3 separate regions of the Mus musculus genome follow, and regions 1 and 3 are each linked to region 2. A link is a contact called in public HiChIP or PLAC-seq data. All regions are on one chromosome and are shown on one strand. Each heading gives the region's core, a stretch centred on a gene start, on an enhancer-like site or on the middle of the called end of the contact. The rest is flanking DNA. Distances are from core to core; before and after follow the strand shown.

The links. HiChIP or PLAC-seq counts read pairs in DNA pulled down with a chosen protein or histone mark.
Region 1: a contact with region 2 is called in an H3K4me3 HiChIP or PLAC-seq map of the 230-238 cell line, with 18 read pairs. The contact joins the enhancer-like site here to the promoter of Ints8 in region 2. A contact is called at or near these places in 6 of 39 promoter capture datasets (the 3T3-L1 cell line, the C10 cell line, cranial neural crest and 2 more), 3 of 484 Hi-C or Micro-C datasets (the G1E-ER4 cell line, LSK cells and embryonic stem cells), 12 of 115 datasets of contacts at active chromatin or transcription factors (the 230-238 cell line, the SCID.adh cell line, embryonic forebrain and 6 more) and 3 of 9 other capture datasets (adipose tissue, macrophages and pancreatic islet).
Region 3: an RNA polymerase II HiChIP or PLAC-seq map of embryonic stem cells shows a contact between it and region 2, with 12 read pairs. The contact joins the enhancer-like site here to the promoter of Ints8 in region 2. A contact is called at or near these places in 7 of 39 promoter capture datasets (the C10 cell line, cranial neural crest, embryonic stem cells and 4 more), 2 of 115 datasets of contacts at active chromatin or transcription factors (CD8 T cells and embryonic stem cells) and 3 of 9 other capture datasets (adipose tissue, liver and pancreatic islet).

Annotation. Positions count from the first base shown.
Region 1 is chr4:11,453,702-11,456,670 of GRCm38.p6, reverse strand. No RefSeq gene overlaps it. Among named protein-coding and RNA genes, the nearest start is that of Virma, 31 kb to the left of the region's middle. Within about 2 kb of position 1,375, at least 163 of the 459 cell types and tissues checked have an H3K27ac peak or open chromatin away from gene starts, as enhancers often do. A contact at or near this core is called in the 230-238 cell line, adipose tissue, embryonic limb bud and 1 more, where this site is marked.
Region 2 is chr4:11,252,690-11,255,706 of GRCm38.p6, reverse strand. It overlaps Ints8 (integrator complex subunit 8), which reads left to right and starts at 1,448. Exons shown (of 27, transcript NM_001159595.1): 1 at 1,448-1,726; 2 at 2,757-2,931. The coding sequence starts at 1,597.
Region 3 is chr4:11,051,792-11,054,491 of GRCm38.p6, reverse strand. Ndufaf6 (NADH:ubiquinone oxidoreductase complex assembly factor 6) reads left to right here. Exons shown (of 9, transcript NM_001085493.2): 8 at 1,004-1,060. Among named protein-coding and RNA genes, the nearest start is that of Gm35429, 15 kb to the right of the region's middle. Within about 2 kb of position 1,326, at least 26 of the 459 cell types and tissues checked have an H3K27ac peak or open chromatin away from gene starts, as enhancers often do. A contact at or near this core is called in embryonic stem cells, where this site is marked.

The sequences.
Region 1 (2,969 bases), core at 126-2,625, 200 kb before region 2:
GCAACCACATGGTGGCTCATAACCATCTATAATGAGATCTGGTGCCCTCTTCTGATCAGCAGCCATACATGGAGGCAGAATGTTGTATACATAATAAATCAGAGAGAGAGAGAGAGAGGGAGAGAGAGGGAGAGAGAGAGTTTCCAGGGCAGCCTGGACTGTTACACAGAGAAAACCTGTCTCAAAAGAAAAAAAAAAGAAAAAAAAAAGAAAAGAAAAAAGAAAGAAAAAGGGAAAAGAAGCTATGGAGCAGGGTGGTAGTTCAAAAGGTAAGGCAGCCTTCTATTTATTTGTAAAAAAATATTTATTTTTTATTTCTTTTATTTTTAGGAGTATAATTATAATATTTTGCCTTCCTCTTTCCTCCCTCCAAACCTTCCCACATGTCCCTCCTTGCTCTCTTTCAAATTCATGGCCTCTTTTTTTTAATTAATTGTTGCTATATGCATATATGTATGGGTACATACATATATATTGCATATATGTATGTGTAGATACATACACATTCCTAAATGTAACTTGCTCTGCATAATGTTACTTGTATTTTACCTGTATGCCTACATGTGTGTATGTGCAGGTTCCATGTGTGGACCTAGTAATCTCAGATCCCCCAGAGCTAGTGTTGTAGACAATTGTGAGCCGTCATGCTCGTGCTGGGAATGGAACAGTAAGTTCTTTCAATCACTGAGCCATCTCCCTAGCTGCAGGAAAGGCCATTTTCTTAGCACTCACTTTCCTGTGCATGATCTATCTGTTGGGAGTTGCTCCAGAAGAAATAGCTTCCAGCCTTCCTCTTGGCTATCCTGTTCATTGAATACTAATTCCAGATTTCGAAGCCCCCATCCTGCGTGGCCTGCAACCTGTTCTCAGACTCCCAGGCTCCAGAAGGGTGAGAAATAATTTTTTATGGCTTATAACCTATCGAATTTATGGTACTTTGATACAAAAGCTCAAACAGGCTATTATGAAAATCAATAAATTCAATTAAAAATTAAAAGCCACAAGGAAGAAAGCAAACAGAGTCCCGAGGGAGAATCGGCGGTGTGGTGAAGGAACTACATAACACAGTTACACTTAATAAGCGACTCGTGGGATCAGAAGCCAGTCTTGCATAGATAGACTGAGGAGAGGGGTTGGCAGAGGAGCCACATGCAGGAAAGCTCAGAGGACCTGCACGGACCAAGCATGAGCGTGTATCACCACTGCCCGCACAGGGTCACAGAAAGAATGTTGCGGCACATGTCATCTCCCTGAGGGCTGGTCACAGGCTCTAGGAAGAAAGAAAGCACACTCACTTCCCCACAGGACTTGCCACACGAGACTGTATTCATTCACCTATGGCCGCTTCCTCCTTGCCTCAGATTGGCCAGTGCCCAAGCTACGCCCCTTCACCAGTTACAGCCAACAACAATGAAGCCCTTGCTCGGATTCCTGCCTCCTCATCATCTCACTGCTGCGATTTGGCACTTGAGTTTAGTCAGGGCTTTCTGACTAACTGCTTTTCTATAGGATGAGAAATCAGGTTCCAGAGTTAGGTGACCAGTATCTAACATTCCGGACCGCTAGTATGAGCGTTGATACTGTCGACAGGATCTAGGAATCAAACGCTGGGCATGTCTTTGGGGGAACGTGGGGTTTCTAGATTCAGTCCAATGAGCTGGAAAGATTTACTCTACATGAGGGAAGTATCAGTCCACGGCTGGTGTCCTGGGGTGAGTGGGGGTGGGGAGAAAGAAAGAAAGTTGAACATTAGCTCTCCTCTGGGTGTCCTAGCATCAAACACCATGTGTCCACGTCCCCGCCTGGGTGCCTTCCCACCCATGGTAGACTGTGAGCCTACATTAAACCCTTCCTTCCTTAAGTTGCTTTGTTACCTAGTGAGAACATTAATATTATTTATATTTATATTATTTTAAAACTATTATACTACCTAGGTATTATTGGGCACACGACTGTAATTTTCAACAATGGGAGTCTGAGGCAGGAGGATTGTGAGTTTGATGCCAGCCTAGGCTATTTAGGGAGCCTCTGTCTCAAACAAGCAAACTCCTGCACTCATGAAGTTTACAACTTAAAAATCACAAGACTAAACAGATATTCCTTAACAAAATACAAATAAGCACAGTGTTTTACTTGTTCCTCAAGAAATTGAAAATACGGATGTCAGCGATCATTTTCTATTTCCCAGTTCACTGGCTGATGTTGGCACGTTCCTGTGGGTCTCACTGTCTCAATGTTTCATGCACTCAAACCTTGTCTTCTACTTGCGTCCTTATGGGATTCAAACCAAAATGCTAACGTTGTCCTAAAGTTTAGGACAGAATGCTTGATCAGAAAGAAAAAGAAAAAGAAAAAGAAAAAGAAAAAGAAAAAGAAAAAGAAAAAGAAAAAGAAAAAGAAAAAGAAAAAGAAAAAGAAGGAGAAAAGGAGAAAAAGAGAAAGGGAAAGGGAAAGGGGAAGGGGAAGGGGAAGGGAAAGGGGAAGGGAAAGGGAAAGGGGAAGGGAAAGGGGAAGGGAAAGGGAAAGAAATCTCTAAACTGAAGCTCTCTGACAGATAAAGACCTTCCTCAAAGGAGAACGACAGAAGGATGGTAAGGATTTAGAGCCACGAAAGCAGCCTGGGAATCACCGCAGTGTACTGACTGGATCTGGCCAGGAGAGGGAAGCAAACTCTAAGACTATTATCAGCAGGGGTGAAGCAGCTACTTTAGGTAGGTAGTTGACTTTGAAGCCTAAATATGTATCTAAACTCTTTGTCTCTGTCTCTGTCTGTGTCTGTCTGTCTGTCTGTCTGTCTGTCTGTGTCTGTATCTGCATCACTCTCTGTCCCCCCTCCCTCTGTCCCACCCTCCTCCCTTCCCAGGAAGTTCTACCTGCCTCCTCCACACAAGAACTACAAGTATGTGCTACCATGCCTGTGGTTTTTTTTCCTTCCTTCTTTCTTTTTCCTTCCTTCCTTCCTTCCTTCT
Region 2 (3,017 bases), core at 199-2,698:
TCTCTGTATAGTCCTGGCTTTCCTGGACCTCACTCTGTAGACCAGGCTGGCTTCAAACTCAGAAATCTGCCTGCCTCTGCCTCCCAAGTGCTGGGATTAAAGGCATGCGCCACCACTGCCCAGTTTATCCCAGCTAGTCCTAAAGGATATAAGATCCATCAGAATATTTATAGAATAGTTTTACATATTCTATACATGGTTTTATTTTATTCTTTTAAAAAGAAATCTAAAGGGGCTGGTGAGATGGCTCAGTGGGTAAGAGCACCCGACTGCTCTTCTGAAGGTCCAGAGTTCAAATCCCAGCAACCACATGGTGGCTTACAACCATCTGTAACAAGATCTGACTCCCTCTTCTGAAGTGTCTGAAGACAGCTACGGTGTACTTACATATAATAAATAAATAAATCTTTAAAAAAAAAAAAGAAATCTGAAAACAAAACAACAGATAACCACCCAAAAAAGCCCACAAAGAGCTTAATCTATAATCCAGCACTTGGGTGGTTGATTCAATAAAATGGATGCAAGTTCAAGTTTAGCCTGGGCTACATAGTTCCAGGTCATTCTGGGCTACAGAGTGAAACCCTGTTTCAAACAAAGCAAAACAAAACAGGAGAAGCATCTAAAAGAAACTGACTAAATCTGAATTTTTTTCTTTGTTTCTCAGGGTCCCTTTATGAAAACAATCATCTTTAGTAACACATATCTGAAATTTTCTATGAGGTGTGTATAGGATGTCTGGGAGTTTTCTTCAAACTTTCTTCTGGATGTATTTTGTCCGGATCAGCTGGCCAGTCAGCTGATCACAGGAACTCTCTAGAAGGACCAATCTGGCTTTGGCTTTTGCTCTCCAAGTGCTGGGTTTTACAGGAATGCCCCACTACACCATGCTTTTTAGTTTTATTGATAATGATACTTAAGGACCTTTCAGAATGGTGGAACGCGTAAAATAGGGTTTACTGTGCCTAGACTGGAGATCTGAGGAAAATTAACTAGCTTCTTATTCCGAGAGTTAGTCTTGGGAAGTCGCAGAAAAGTTTGTTTTTTTTTTTTTTTTTTCTTTTTTCCGGAGCTGAGGACCGAACCCAGGGCCTTGGGCTTGCTAGGCAAGCACTTTACCACTGAGCTAAATCCCCAACCCCAGGAAAGTTGGATCTTAATTATGTAATAAGCCTTGGGAAACGGGGAGAGGAGTTAGGCTGGAAGGAGTCTCAAAAAGGTAAAGCACCCAAGACAAAGCAACTAGATTTGGTCTCTTTGGTTTTCTTACGAAGACATCGAACTCGCTTCATTTTCTCTGGGAATGTCCAGAGAATCTGGAGAGCCCCGCCAGAATCTAGCTTCTGAAGGGCCAGGAGACTCCATGGCAGCTAAGGGGCGGAGCAGTCTGCTGTTCCCGCCCCTTTCCTCCGAAGTCTAACTGGGATTGGTCGAGAGCGTGGCTAGCTGCGGATCCGGGGCCGGACTCTGGCCGACTACTACGCCATCTTGGGCTGTGCGAGCTGACTAGAGGTTCCGGGCGGTTTCGCTGGATAAAGGGACTGGGCGAGGGTCAGGTTGGAGCCCGGAGGCGGCGGGAGCAGCGGCGGCGGGGGCAGGATGAGCGCGGAGGCGGCGGACCGGGAGGCGGCCACCTCCAGCCGGCCCTGCACCCCGCCGCAGACTTGCTGGTTCGAGTTCCTGCTGGAGGAGTCGCTGTTGGAGAAGCATCTGCGCAAAGCCTGTCCGGGTGAGCGAGCGAGCGAGCGGGCGGGCGGGCGTGGTCTGCGGCCCGCTGCCTTCTGTCCCCCGCTGCCTGAGGCCTGGCCGGCGCCGCTGGGCCCAGCTCGACGGTGCCTCAGCCGGGAACGTCGCCGCGGAGCGTCTGCGGAAAGTTTCAGACAAAGGCTTTCGGTCTGCCGCGGTCCTCACAGCGAAGGGCGCCCGCACTCGCCGTGCGGGGGTCGGGTCGCCGATGTCGCACGGCCCTGGGGGTGACTTCGTGAGGGGAGAGCGGCTCTGCGGAGCCTAGAGCCGGCCGTAGCCTTCGGTTCATTCAGCCAGGGGATTGTGTATTTCACTGTTGAACCCCGAATTAATATAAATCCCCCGAAAACAGCTGCTTCGGCTGTTGTATAGGGATACCCGTGTTGGGCAAGGAACATGGCCCTTTTCCTCTTTCGGGCATTTTGGTAAAGGTACAATGTAAGGTCTTTACCTTTAGTTTGCTCAGTTCTCATCCGAATTTGGCCTTGTAGGAGACTACTTTGTGAAAAGTTGGCATCATTGGTGGGGCAGTTTTACCAAGTGTATCTCAGTGCTTTTAGAGCTTTCCTATTGACACATTGTTAGGGGCTAGGGTGCCAAGCCTCCGTGCTTAGCTCTTTAAATAGGTTGCGGTCCTTAGCGAAGCCTTCATTATAGTGAAGAAAGTGGCATTAGCCGCTACTTTACTGGTGGGAAACAAAGCTAGAGACAGTTCAATAAAAGACCCCTGTCAAAACACTACTTCTTTCCTCCAATTGGCATTGGTCTTATCTTGAACTGGGAACCTGTAATGCTTAGTTCTTCTCTGTGAAATGCTTTGTTATGAATCAGTTTTGAATCGTCCCCAGACCCTCTTGCTTATTAATTAAGCTGGCAAACGCCGATCTGCAGCTGTCTCTGACCACACCTCCAGATGTTTCGTGCCCCCCAAGTACCATAGTCTTTAGTATACGCGAATCCTTTTGCGTTTTTATAACGAAAACTTTAAGAATTTAATTTCTTTTAAATCCTAGATCCTGCACCAGTTCAGCTTATAGTTCAGTTTTTGGAGCAGGCTTCCAAACCTTCAGTTAATGAGCAAAACCAAGTCCAGCCTCCACCTGATAACAAGAGAAATCGCGTCCTAAAGCTTCTTGCTCTTAAAGTTGCTGCACATTTGAAGTGGGATTTAGACATACTGGAGAAAAGGTATAAAGCTGTAAATGGCATTACATTTGAAGCAGTGTTTGAATGTCTTTGTTTCTGTCTGGATTCTAATGTTTTTCTGATAGTGG
Region 3 (2,700 bases), core at 77-2,576, 200 kb after region 2:
CAGGTGGCTCAGTGTGAGAGAACGATGGCATCAGCTGGAGTGCACCAGGTGGCTCAGTGTGAGAGAACGATGGCATCAGCTGGAGTGCACCAGGTGGCTCAGTGTGAGAGAACGATGGCATCAGCTGGAGTGCACCAGGTGGCTCAGTGTGAGAGAACGATGGCATCAGCTGGAGTGCACCAGGTGGCTCAGTGTGAGAGAACGATGGCATCAGCTGGAGTGCACCAGGTGGCTCAGTGTGAGAGAACGATGGCATCAGCTGGAGTGCACCAGGTGGATCAGTGTGGGAGAGCGATGGCATCAGCTGGAGTGCACCAGGTGGCTCAGTGTGAGAGAGCGATGGCATCAGCTGGAGTGCACCAGGTGGCTCAGTGTGAGAGAACGATGGCATCAGCTGGAGTGCACCAGGTGGCTCAGTGTGGGAGAGCGATGGCATCAGCTGGAGTGCACCAGGTGGCTCAGTGTGAGAGAACGATGGCATCAGCTGGAGTGCACCAGGTGGCTCAGTGTGGGAGAGCGATGGCATCAGCTGGAGTGCACCAGGTGGCTCAGTGTGGGAGAGCCAGAGTCAGGCTGAATTGGGATTACAGGTTAAATAAAAAGACGTTTGCATTGCAGGAATAGCCGATGCCTGATCACTAGGGACCTAATCAGGATGAAAGTGAAATAATGGAATAAAGATGTGAATGAGTCAGACAGAGGCAGACCCACTAGAGGGTCACCTGTGCACCTGAACAGGAGGCTGTCTAAGCAGAGTTAGTGTGAGGTGTGGTGAGGGAGTTGGGCAGTGCCACAGCTAAGCCGAAAGATAGCGGGAGGGGCTTTGATAGGACAGAGTTGGTTTTTGTTAAATCCATGAGGCTTTGAAGCTAGACTTGAGCAGCAGGAGATGAGCTGTTTTCTTGCTTTTGTGAGAGGCCTTTGTCAAGCCACTGCTGCTTTGTGGTCTCAGGGAGGCTGTTCCTGAAGCTTTCCAACCAGTTTCTTTCCTTCTTCCTCTAAGGCGAGGTCCTTCCACAGAAGCGTCCCTGCGGAAGCGTTTCCTGCTTTTCTTCAGACGGTGAGTGCTTCAGTGGAGAAGGCTGGGTGCCTAGTGAGCAGGCTGGGGACATTTCTCGAGTCTCCAGAGTACTTCTTTTGATTCTGTTTCCCTTCCTCATGGTGGCTTGATTAGTCTATGATGGCACGTGGGTTTTCTGTGATGTGGTCAGCACAGGCTCTGCAGCCAGGCTAGCTTGTCTTTACTCCACTCTGTCTCTTTCTAGCCTTGGGGCCTTAATTTCTTTAACCCCTGTGTTCCTCAATTGTACTCAGTAAAATGAGAATTACAAAAGGAGCCACCTGGTTGGAGTGTCTCCATGGTAACCTGACCATGCAGTATCGTCAGCTCACAGGGCATTGCTGAGCTGGTTGTATTGAAAGAACCTGAAAACACAGTTTAAAAGGTAGTTTCCTGGGCTCAAATTCCCTTCCTGTAAGATGGCTTAGCAGGTAACGGTGTTTCTTATATAAACCAGCAGTCTGGGTTCAACCCCCAGCATGCACTCGGAAGTAGGAAGGAAGGGACCCCACAAAATTCTTAGCTGTATGGTCAGGGAGGTTCCAGGGAGTGGAGGTGTTTATGGTACCATGTTGATCGGGAGCTCATGGTGTAAGAAGATGTAAGAAGAGAACTGGCTCCTCTGATCTCCACACACTGCATAATACACAATGAAAACAGTCTAAAAGGAGAGAAAGACAGAGGCCTCATTCATTCTTGTTTGACCCTGCCCAGGGGTATGCTGCAGAACTCTAGGGGGCGCTGTGGATGTTGTCTGAGAAGGGTTGGGGGCCTCAGAATCATGAAGTGCAAACTTAAGCAAATTTTTTTTTTGGGGGGAGGGGGTGTTTGAGATATATGTATAGCCCTGGCACTCACTCTGTAGACCAGGCTGGCCTCGAACTCAGAAATCCGCCTCCTCTGCCTCCTGAGTGCCGGGATTAAAGGCGTGTGCCACCATGCCCGGCTTGCAATTTTTGGTTTTATAGAGTAGCTTAAGGGCAGGTGCATAGTTCAGTTACAGTGTAATCGTGTTAGGAATGCCAGTGCCTGGGCGGTAGACAAGAGGAAACTATAAATTAGCCAAATCAACAGACAACCAAAAATTAAAGAATACTATGCAATTCCTGTCTTTCCTTAATCCTTGCGTGATAGGTGCTGGGTAGGGTGACTTTTATAGGGACCTGTGATTAGTCTTTTTGTCCAAAAAAATCTTGTTTTCTAGCAAGAACAAAGAGACTCATTAAACTTCAACAAATAATTTTTTAAAAGGTCATCTTGAGGGGCTGGGGAGATGTGCAGTGGTTAAGAGCACTTGCTGCCCCACGCCAGGCAGCTCATGGTCAGCCATAAGCCAGCTCTGATCTGATGCCCTTCTTGCTATTGCAGGTGCTGTGTGGTGCCCCATAAATAAATACACCTTAGAAAACGAACAGTCTGCTTGAGCGTCACAGCACACCGCTTTTGGAGATGTTTCATAGTCCTTGACTAGTTTTTCTGTTTGTGGTGGCACACACTGTAATTCCACTGCTCCAGAAGCTAAGGGAAGGTGCTTGGGTATTTGAGGCCAGTCTGGGATGCCTGCTGATATTTAAGAAGACTGTTAGAGCCGGGCGTGGTGGTGCACACCTTTAGTCCCAGCACTCGGGAGGCAGAGGCAG